3 separate regions of the Sus scrofa genome follow, and regions 2 and 3 are each linked to region 1. A link is a contact called in public HiChIP or PLAC-seq data. All regions are on one chromosome and are shown on one strand. The core of a region is the stretch at or near the end of the contact, and the rest is flanking DNA. Distances in the headings are between cores, read along the strand shown.

Region 1 (3,410 bases), core at 32-2,531:
CGTCTTCTCACCATTGTTCTAGAATTTGAAACAATACTCTTACCTCTCTTGGTACTTTTAAGTCGCAAACCTGTGAACTGTCTAGAAGTTCAGAGCTACATAGCTAAAGGCCCACAAAGAAGTTAACACAAAGATCTACAGAACTTGCAACCAGTGACCAAAGGCCAAATACTAACTGCAATGCTCAGTGGAAACATAGAGAATCTGACATAATATCAAGTGCTCAGTGAATATTCACAGAAAAAAAATTTTAAGAGACTCTTTGTAAACGTCACCTGGAGAGAAACGAGGAACTCTCTTCAGCGTCAAATTCAGTTCCTGACATCACTTAACCTCAATCTCAGCACACTAGGAGATAAGACCTCACTCAGATGGACACGTCCCACTTGCTGGGTCTCTAAAGAACGGTCCTTGCAATGTTTTTCACCTGTTTTGGAAGGCCTGTCGAGAAGGGTTGAGGGCACCAAACCCAGACACGAAGCTCTGACCATGAGCCCCCGATCCGCGTAGGAAGGACCAGGGGGCACTTCAGTAAAGACAAGTGCATGCGGGCCGACAGTTACAGCAAAGGGCAAAAGAAGGGAGACGGTAGGGAAGGCAATGGAAGGGAAAAAGCTTCAGAAACGGAAAGAAAGGAAGGCACAAGAGCCAGAGCAGTCTGGGGATAAGATGTGCGTCCTTCAAGCAAGGCAAGGGGGGGAAGGGGCCCCCTCTGGGTAACTGGCCAGAGGGTCTCAGGAGCGAGCTTCGCCGCCGGCGGCAGAGGTGGGGACCACCTCAGGGCGAAGCCCCCCCACTGGAAAACTGAAGAGAGAGACTAGAAACGTCCCTGGGTTAGGAAGTGAGAACTTGGGACCCCCAGCTAAGGAGCGGGACCAGAGGGGAGGTCAGAGAGCAAGGCTTGGTCAAAAAGGTCGGCAGGGTGGAGGGAAACGATCCACAAGACTCCTAGGGACCGGCGTGCGGGGGGGGGGGGGTAACTAGGGAAACGGAGGCTCTCACCCGCGCTGCTCCCCGGCCTGTGAAAACCCATGATCCGATTGATGCGCTGTTCTGAGTTCATGAGCAGCTTTCTCCGCCGCAGCTCGGCCCGACGCTGGGAAGCGGACAGGCCTGAGCCCGCCAGGGCCCCCGGCCGGTCCCCGCTGTCGGTAGCGACGGTGACCGGCTCCATCTTCCCCTCCATAACCCGGGAGTGGTGACGACGACGGGGGCGGCGGCGGCTGCGGCAGCGCGGATGACTTCAGGCCGGGCCGCCGGGCGCGCGTGCCCCAGTCTCTGTGGACCCGCCCCCCCGAGCGCGAGGCCGCAGACGCGGCCTCACCATGCGCGCCGCCTGACGGGACCAAACGCGAGGCTTGCGCCGCCATCTTGAATGAGGGCATCGGTGGCCGTCCCAATTCCTTGGGCAGGGCTGGCTCTCGCTGTTTCTCTTCCCCGCGACTCGGTCTTCCTGCAGTTCAGTCGGAGGTGAAGAAAAGCGGCACCTAGCCTGACGCAAGGGCACCGGATAGGAACGAGAAATAGACGACCGCTCCTCGGCGGTGCCAGGAAGCAAAATGGAGGTTGCAGCGGCAGGTACTGGTTTCCGGTGACCTCCTGCGGCCTTGCGTATAGGCCTGGGGAAGAGGTTAACTGCGAGAGTGACGCTTCAGGGAGCTCTGGGCGTTTGGGGTTTGTTCTTGGTGCTGATTCCTCATCTGTCACTGCGCTTCCCCCAAGTACATGGCTAGTTTGTTTCGCCTGTCTTTGTTCAAGATTCTCCCATTGAAGTCTCCTCTGTCCATTCTCTTTAAATTACCACCCCTTAGGAGTTTCCATTATGGCTCAGGGGTAACGAATCTGACTAGCATCCATGAGGACGCAGGTTGGATCCCTGGCCTCGCTCAGTGGGTTAAGGATCCCGCGTTGCCTTGAGCTGTGGTTTAGGTCGCAGATGCAGCTCCGATCCGGCCTTGCTGTGGCTGTGGGGCTACAGCTCTGATTCAACCCCTAGCTGGGGACGTCCACATTCAGTGAGCGTGGCCCTAAAAGAAAGCAAAAAAAAAAAAAAAAAGACAAAAATAAAATAAATTACCACCCCCTCTCAACACTCCTTATTCTCCTTATCTGCTTTTTCTCCTTAATACTTACAACCGACTCACAAGCTAAATGTACTTTTTTTGTGTATTGTCTGTTTTCTCATTAAGTAAAACATAACTCCATGAAGACATGCACTGTTGGGTTGACGGCTGGAACAGTGAGTGCTCAGCAAGACAGACTTAACCGTTAGGCCATGTTAAGGGCCAGCAATAGGAACCTAAGAAAATTTTTCATTTGATTTTCTTTTAAAATCAGAAGAAATGTGTCATAATTTTTATATAGTGACGAATCCAGCTTGGATTATAGTCGTTCCCATACCAACAGAGTCATAAAATATAATTTTAGGAATGTGTTTATGGAGGAGAGAGCCCACGAAAACAGAGTACCGAGGGCCCACAGAAGTCGTCGTTCAGCCCTGGCGCTAAGTAATAACTATTTGAGTGAGTAAATTGATAAAGGAGTTGAATCCCTCAACAGCCCTTGCTTCATGGACGACGTAGCCAGTTTACATCAGAGGCTAGGGGGTGAAGCAATCTAGTGTAGCCTCTGCAATGGATCTTGCTACACAAGTCTGCTCAAAATCAGGAAGTTGGTGAAACCCTACTTAGAAGGTAATAAAATACTATTTTTAACTGTTTAGTCACCTGACCCTGTCCCAGACAAAAGGATTTTGGAAACAAGTGTTAAGCCAATGAACAAGGAGTTCCCCTTGTGGCTCAGTGGGTTATAAACCCAACTAGTATCCATGAGGATGTGGGATCTATCCCTGGCCTCGCTCAGTGGGGTAAGGATCAGGCTTTGCCATGAGCTGTGGTGCAGGTTGCAGATGTGGATGCAATCCCACATTGCTCTGGCTCTGGCTCTGGCTGTGGCCGTAGCCACAGCTCCCATTCGACCCCTAGCCTGGGAACTTACATATGCCTCCGGGGCAGCCCCCCAAAAAGCAAAGAAACAAAAACAAAAAATGAACACAATGAACACCTTTTTTTTCATCATGCAGCTTGATGTGACATCTTAGTTCCCAGACCAGGGATTGAACCCTGGCCAAAGCGATCTTAACCACTAGGCCACCAGGAATTTTACCTTATCTTTTGGTTCAATAACATAAGGAGCTCAAGTATCAACACTGAAAGATCCCCCTTAATTGGATGAAAGCTAAATCTCAGGGACATGCCCTAGTTAATAATTTTAAAGTATTAGAAAATGTCCCCTTGGAGTTCCTGTCATGGCGCAGTGGTTAACAAATCCGACTAGGAACCATGAGGTTGCGGGTTCGGTCCCTGCCCTTGCTCAGTGGGTTAACGATCCGGCGTTGCCGTGAGCTGTGG
Region 2 (3,761 bases), core at 1,157-3,656, 300 kb after region 1:
CAATCAGATATATACTTATTAAATATCTCTCTAGATTATGTAAAATCCCAAAGGGATTCCATCTCTCTCCAAATATCACCAAAGATATCTCTTCAAGAAGTGCTTTCTCCCAAAAAATAAATAAAAACCTTAAGAGAAAAAAAAGTATTTTTACAGAACCATCAATTTTGCTGCTGTAAACATACTAAGACTTCAGTCCTAACAACCAATACTTGAACATGGCCACCAAACCACCCCCCAAAGCTAACCCCACCCAAACAAAAACCCAACTCAGTATAAAAACTAAATGACTAAAAACACTCATATCCACTTTAATGAGAATACTAGTTTTAAGCGGAATCACTTTATCCGATTTGCTTCAGTTAACAATAGCTTTTAGGAGTTCCCGTCGTGGCCCAGTGGTTAACGAATCCGACTAGGTACCATGAGGTTGCCGGTTCGGTTCCTGCCCTTGCTCAGTGGGTTAACGATCCGGCGTTGCCGTGAGCTGTGGTGTATGTAGGTTGCAGACCGCGGCTCAGATCTTGCATTGCTGTGGCTCTGGCGTAGGCCGGTGGCTACAGCTCCGATTCGACCCCTAGCCTGGGAACCTCCATATGCCGCGGGAGCAGCCCAAGAAATAGCTAAAAAGACAATAAATAAATAAATAAATAAATAAATAAAATAACAATAGCTTTTAATCAAAGCTTCCGTTAGGTTTTCATTGGTCCCTAATTTAAAAGTTCTGCATCAATACTAAACCCACCTCTCAGATCAAGAGACATTAATACAAAACTACTTTCGAGTATCTGTCATAGTCAAATTCTTGTAACCGAAGACCATTGGAAAACCACGCAAGGTGCCAAGCGTACAATTTAAAATTAAGCAGAGAATTGCAGTGACCATCCAGGGTAACACAGGCCACAAACTCCAAGTTTTATTATTTGAATTTTACTTATGGGAGCTAATCTGAAAATACTCTTTTCAAGCTGGAGAAGACTAGATTTGCACCAAAGAGAGCACCTCCTTCTAGACTTTCATCTCAATAAAGAAATAAATGCTACATTTTATGTATACATAGCGACTGCCATGTAATATGATACTTGAAATTAGTTTCCCCCCAAATGGCTCTTTTTAGTCAACCTCAAGCAGAATACAGATGACCATGGATATGCTGCCTGAGAGCCGTCCACTAAAGATAAAGGCTAAATTACAAATACATTCAATGATAAACTGGCCAAAGCCCCAAACAATGGCTTCCAAGGGCCTCACCTAAGGGTTTACAATGGTTGAGAGGTTACTTCCTGAATGACTAAGTTTTTACACTAAATATTTTGTCTCGATCGGGGTGGGTCTCCCAGAAACCCACTTAAAAATGTGCAGAGGAGGGCAATGCTAAGTCTTCTCTTTTTCTCCCCCTACCTCCAGGTATTGAATTAAAGGCAACAAAACTGAAGTCACTTCCTCCTCACTCATGCCAACACCTCCTTACACAACCCTGTTTTACAAAAGGAGGCCCAGGGAGTATCAGGTTAGCGCCAGACTCAAGGAAGGCATTTTTCCAGACTTTGAGGCTATAGATAGGGCTTTATACACCAGGCCACAGAGCTGAGTTCCAGAAGGCACTGGCAGCCGCCGTTGCCAGCCCTGAGTCCCAGGTCTCTACGCCAGTTCTCAAGGTCTTTTCAGGCGAGCGGGGAAGAGTCGGGTTTCAGAGGACGGGATAACAACCTCCGGCCCTCGCGCATCAGATCCCACCCTCGCTGAAGAATGGCAGGGGGTGTGTGTGTCTGCGTGAGCGTGTGGCGGGGGTGGGGGGGTGGGGGGGCAAGGTGGTCGCCCCAACCCTGGCCCTCGGAGGAGACCGCAGGCTCATCCAACAAAGCCAACTAGTGCAGCTACCGGGGGAAAGGTTTCTCAAGCGCTCGCTTTTAGGGCAGTGAGGGGGCACCACAAAGTGCAGCAGTGGGTGATGAGGTTTGGACGCCAGGGTGAGGCATCAGGCAACTGGCCCAAGTGGACAACAAGGAATCCTAGGACAGCCAAAGCCATCTTCTTACTTCTTCCGGGGGGAGGGGAGTGGTGAGGGGATATCGAAATTTCTTACGTCGAAGGAGTGAACAAGCAAGGCTGACGGACTGCGAACAGGGGCTAGGACTGGGCTTCCGTCAATCCCGGAGGGCCCACAGCGGCCCTCTTAGGGTCATGAGGGGAAGGTGTCCCGGATCCCCGCCCTGCAACCCCGCAGCTTGGGGAGGAGCCGTCATCCGGTGAAGATGAAGGCCCTTACCGCTTGAAATCTCGCATAAGTCTCCTCCGGGCCGGGGTCGACATGCTCCCCAGCTGCCCCGCGGTCAGTCCGAAAGAAAAGAGTCCCGCACAGCCCCCCCACCCCCCGGCGCGGCGGCCGAATCACTGTGGGTCACCGCCGCCGCCGAGGCTGCACAAACAACCCTGCAATGACGTCTCCCTCCGCCGCCTCCAGATCCCTCCGCCCTCCGCCGGTACCATGAAGTGAGGGGTTGGGGAGAAAGGGGTGGGAGGTAGGAGAGCTCTTTATGGGAGCCCTTCAGTAGGGACCCTATCCATTTTGGTTTCCTTAACTAGTCGACCAGTTATTGTGCTCTGTGCTCCGACTGGAGATTGTAGATCAGGAGATACTGAAACCGAAACACCAACTCGTATCCCCCTCTTTCACTAGCTTAGGCTCGACCGGGTGGGGAGAGAGGGACGTATCCGGGACCAGAGATTTCAGGGAAAGGAGGTGGGATGACGCAAGATCACGTGACTACCGGCGGCGTTGTCAACAATCCACCCCTGAGGGGGAGGGGACGAAGTATCTAGAACCACGTGTCCCTATGACGTGATTAGAACGGGTCACGTGAGAGCGTCGCCGGGATCTGAGTTTTAGCCAGGTTTTTGAACCGGGTGGTTAAATTGACGGGGCTCAGGGTGGATATACACCTTTATTACTTATGTCTCTGGTTTCTCTCATTAACAGCAATCAATGATGTGTCGGAAGCACTAGTTTGTTGTGTTTCTTAACTCTCTAAAACAGAGCCCCAAATAATTTGGATATCCCCACTGGTTGATTCAATGGCTTATCAAATATGGTATGTGGGGGAAGAGTGAAGGGACCTCCTTTTTTCTCATTGTTGAATGCTCAGGCTCCTAGCAAGTAAAATCCCTTGAAATGCTTCCTTAGGACCACCAAAATAGTCTGCATATACACTGCAGTGGGTTTCCAGGATTGGAAATTCTGGGCAGAGATAAAAGAACGGGTGTACAGGGTTTCCCGGGTGGTGGAGTGGTTAAGGACTCAGCACTCTCATTGCTGTGGCTCCGGACCTTGGCGTGCCGCAGGGGTGGTCAAAAAAAAAAAAATAGTGTACAGATTGTCTAATGTTGGTTTATAATCACTGTGGAATTACAGAATTTTGTTTTCCTTTATGGGTGTGCTCTCATGTGAGGATTTGTGTCACAGTCCATGGATTTAGCTAACATGGAGTATGGTTTTATTTGTCAAGAAATGTAGGGATTTGATCTCAAGAGTTTATCCATTTGTAGTTGGTGTCAAAGAAATCTAAAAGTATGATCAGATCTGGGGGATACTGCAGACATGGATGGGAGATTGTATCTAGAGACTGGGTAACTTATTTCACGTTTTTTTAGTGTAGCAAGTACGTGGCCTGAAACGTCCTCCACTATGGGACTCAGTGATGTTGACCATTGGGATTCAGAGATTACTTCAAGTCATTGAGTTCTCTTCCTCTGTTGCCTCA
Region 3 (3,700 bases), core at 22-2,521, 430 kb after region 1:
GAATCTGTGGTTTTCATTTCCCTGCTTACTACCCTTGTGTTACTGGCCATTCATCTTCCTGCTTTTGTGAAGGGCTCTTCTGCCTGTCTATCCCCAGATCATCCCAGGAAGTACACAAGCTCCGTCAGGGTAGGGTACCTCTGTTTGTATGACCCTTCTGTCCTTCGGGCATGAATCTTGAACATAACTGGCGGTGTACGGAGCCAAATATTTCTGCGAATGCAAGGACAACGGAATGCGGATACATTTCACGAATCTCGAAGAGATTTATAGCCAGAGGTCCGATCCTAGGGTATCTGAGCTTTCTTTAAAGCGCACATCACAGCCGCTTCTAACACTACCGGGTCTCAATCAGGACCGGTGCGTCCATCTCCTTGCGGTCTTCCCTCTAGAAAGAAGGCCTGAGTGGGCAGACGGTTGGTGGGGGTGGGGTCGGGGGCGTTTTCTTCTTCCCTTGGAGGCTCGGAGTCGGAGGAAAGCGCCCACCTAGGGGGGAAGGCCACAATGGCAAGACTGCAGCGGCGCCTGTGGAAGCCAGGAGCGCTAGGAGGCCCCAGCCATGGCGCTAGAAGAGACATCGAGGCCCGGGGACAGGTGTGTTGGGGAGTCAGGTGCACTGCGCAGTACTGCAGGTACACCCTCTTCCGCCTACGACTGACCTAATTACAAGGTGCTGGCCGCACCCGGAGGCAGGGGTGGCTACTCCAACCTGGCTACCACTCGGCGCCTGTTCCTGCTCCCAAGATGCAGCAATTCCAGTGCTGTTGTAGAATGGAGGAGCCACGGGGCCCAATTCTCGTTTCCGTGCTTTGGCAGTCGCCAGGTGAGGAGCCGAGGCGTATCACCTCAGGGAAAAAGTCTCCGGCAACAAGGAGCCACCCTCGCACCCCGGCTGCGCCTGCGCCTGGTCCGCAACTACACCCTGCAGGATTTAGTGCTCTAAGATTAGCCCACTTCCCAGCTATAAGCAAGGCCCCTGCTTGGACTCGGTCTTCCCTTCCCCCTCGGCCCCTCCCTTCTACAGGACCGCGCCCTAAAAGCGAAGGTGCCTGTTTCCAGCCGGCTACTTTACGCGCCTGCGCCCTGGCCCCTAGTTCCCGCCCCCGCTCGGGTCTGGCCGCAGATGAGAGCCGGCCCGGCAGTTGCGCAGCTCGTATCCCGGCGCTTCTACCCCTCCTCACCCCGCCACCTCCTGACGCCGGGCGTGACGTCACCACGCCGGCGGCCGCCATTACAGAGCCGAGCTCCAAGGCTAGAGCGAGCGGAGGAGGTCAGTGGCCGGTAGCCGAACACCGAGGGGCGAGTCAACCGGGCAGCGCTACTGCCGAGCAGCCTTCAGCAGCCACACAAGTACCCCGGGGGCCGACGGCAGCGTGTGCGTGTGGCCCGTGTGCGGGCGGCGGCGCGGGAGTAGCGCGGAGCGGCAGCCGGTTCGGGCGGGTGGCATCATGGACGAGAAGGTGTTCACTAAGGAGCTGGACCAGTGGATCGAGCAGCTGAATGAGTGCAAGCAGCTGTCCGAGTCCCAGGTCAAGAGCCTCTGCGAGAAGGTGAGCTGCACTCCGGCTTCGGGAGCCGGGGCGGGCCGAGCCCGCCGAGAAGGAAGCGGCCGCGGGGAGGGTGCAACATGGCGGAGGCCAGCGGCCCCGGCCCCCGAGCCTCCCAGACCGGCCCCCGGCGCGGCCCGGCGGCGGCTCCCGGACGACCCGGCGCCCCCTGCCTCCCGCGCAGGGATTGGTTGTCGCTGCCACCGCCGCCTAAAATGGCGCCGTTCACCCGACTCCGGGGCTTCAGAGCTTCCCGGCCTTGGCTGGAAGCGAAGTGGCTGGGGGAGGGTGCGGGGGAGCGGAGACCCTGCGAGTAAGGGTCAGGGACGGTTTTGATATCTGGGCACGAGGTCTTAGGTTCTACGGCCTGGGAATGGGGCCTGGGACTCTTCTGTGAGTTTGGTGGGAGGTTTCTTACTTGTACTCAGGCCGAATGCTTAGGTCCAGAGCTGTCCAGAGGGTCCCCCAGAGGCAAGCTTGTAGGCCGGATCCCGGGACCTATCTAATAAAGGTCACGCAGATTTAGCATCGTCTTGAGTGGTTTATGGTAAACCTCTCGAGCTGTGTTTTCCAGAGACTTATTAGTACATTTTTTCGAGAATTTTTAAATGAGCTTTTAATCTAAGTTTCAATGAAGGTCATGGTGGTAGTTATAGGGAGGAGTATAACTTATTTTTCATAGTTGGAAGAATTAGACATTTTGGTGAGTCATTCTACATAGGAGCTTTGGGATTGGAAATCAAGTGTCAGTTTAATCTCTGATTTATATGCTGACTCAAATTGGATAGTATGAAACCCTTCTTTAAGCTTAAGGTTCTTGGCATTTTGCCATTTGTTTTTTAAATGAGCAGCATAAACTGTTAAGACCAGCAGATTTTGTATCCTTGCTCTCTGCTGGAAAAGTTGTTAGTATATTTGTGACTTTAAGTAGTAAGTATGATATTAACAGCTGTTGATCGAGCTTTTGCTGTATTCCAGTCATTGTGTTTAGTGTTTAAATCCCACAAACGTTTAAAATGGAATGTTGTAGTCTGTTTTAGAAGTCCATTTTAAATGACCTAATTCTGATTTGTTTTTCCCAAGGAGTTGGGGAAACAGGTAGCCTGTTTAAGTCTTATAATTCAGTTTTCTAAAGTAGAGAAAATGCTGATCTCCACCATGAATGTTTCAACTTCTCTTTTTAAAAATAACTCTGCAGCATCTTTAGTTCCACAGAATGGTGGAGTATCATCAACATTTTGTATTAGTGAAGAGAGTTATTAGAAAGCAATTACGCTGACTCGTTTGTGGTTTGATGTGAAAATTAGATTCGTAAATTTGACATATACGCTCCTAAAACAGGCTTTTTCAGAAACTCTTCTGTGAATTACTGCAATTTAAGTAAGTCTAATTCAGATTTGTTTATCCCAAGCCTCAACAAAACTTCTAGTTGATGAGGTGGCACATCATCTCTTGGAGCTGAATTTTAATACTGGCAATGTAGAGCCTTTTGTTGCTTCTTGATCCTTAATTCTTTTACATCAGATGAAAATGACATTTGTTTAAAGTTTTGGAAGTGGGCTTTTAAAAATTGTTTAATGTATAGTGTTAGGTCTTAGTTTTTGGATACTGTAAGTGATGATTTTAAAGATTTTTAGAGTTGAGTACTTAACTCTATATAAAGACTTTGAGTCAGCAGTTGGCTAGATGACTAGTTATTTGTGTAGCAAACATTGCAACAGAGTAATGATGTGGTTGGAAGACCACTGGACTGTGAGTTAGACCTGGACACTGGTCCTTTTTCTGCCACCAAGTAATTGTGACCTTGAGGCAATCACTTCACTTGGTCCACATTTTCTTGTCTATAGAGTTAAAACATGTTCCAGGGTTCCTTCTAATCATTTGAGATTATACAATTGCATTTTAAAATAGTACTCTGTATTTAAATATTGAACACTTATTGGATATCCAAGATTGCTTACTTTTATGAGAGGAGTGAAAAGCAATGAAAAATAATCATGCTTATTTTTAAGGATCTTGAATCTGGTTGGAAGTCTGTAGTAGATAGACCACAGAAGTAAAGGGTCTGTGTTGGAGACAGCAGAAGATATTGGAATTATGGTGGGGGGACTGAAGCTTGATCCCCTTGGTAAATATTGTTTGCTATGTCTCTG

Evidence for each region. HiChIP or PLAC-seq counts read pairs in DNA pulled down with a chosen protein or histone mark.
Region 2: an H3K27ac HiChIP or PLAC-seq map of alveolar macrophages shows a contact between it and region 1. The contact joins the promoter of UBE2B here to the promoter of CAMLG in region 1. A contact is called at or near these places in 1 of 5 promoter capture datasets (liver), 2 of 47 Hi-C or Micro-C datasets (heart right ventricle and skeletal muscle) and 1 of 2 datasets of contacts at active chromatin or transcription factors (alveolar macrophages).
Region 3: a contact with region 1 is called in an H3K27ac HiChIP or PLAC-seq map of alveolar macrophages. The contact joins the promoter of PPP2CA here to the promoter of CAMLG in region 1. A contact is called at or near these places in 1 of 5 promoter capture datasets (liver) and 2 of 2 datasets of contacts at active chromatin or transcription factors (alveolar macrophages and skeletal muscle).

The regions. Positions count from the first base shown.
Region 1 is chr2:136,955,497-136,958,906 of Sscrofa11.1, reverse strand. CAMLG (calcium modulating ligand) reads right to left here and starts at 1,281. Exons shown (of 4, transcript NM_001244893.1): 1 at 1,003-1,281. The coding sequence starts at 1,186. It overlaps LOC102164588 (a long non-coding RNA gene), which reads left to right and starts at 1,375. Exons shown (of 3, transcript XR_298148.3): 1 at 1,375-1,578.
Region 2 is chr2:136,651,460-136,655,220 of Sscrofa11.1, reverse strand. UBE2B (ubiquitin conjugating enzyme E2 B) reads right to left here and starts at 2,406. Exons shown (of 6, transcript NM_001257356.1): 1 at 2,270-2,406. The coding sequence starts at 2,313.
Region 3 is chr2:136,520,201-136,523,900 of Sscrofa11.1, reverse strand. PPP2CA (protein phosphatase 2 catalytic subunit alpha) reads left to right here and starts at 1,271. Exons shown (of 7, transcript NM_214366.1): 1 at 1,271-1,550. The coding sequence starts at 1,449.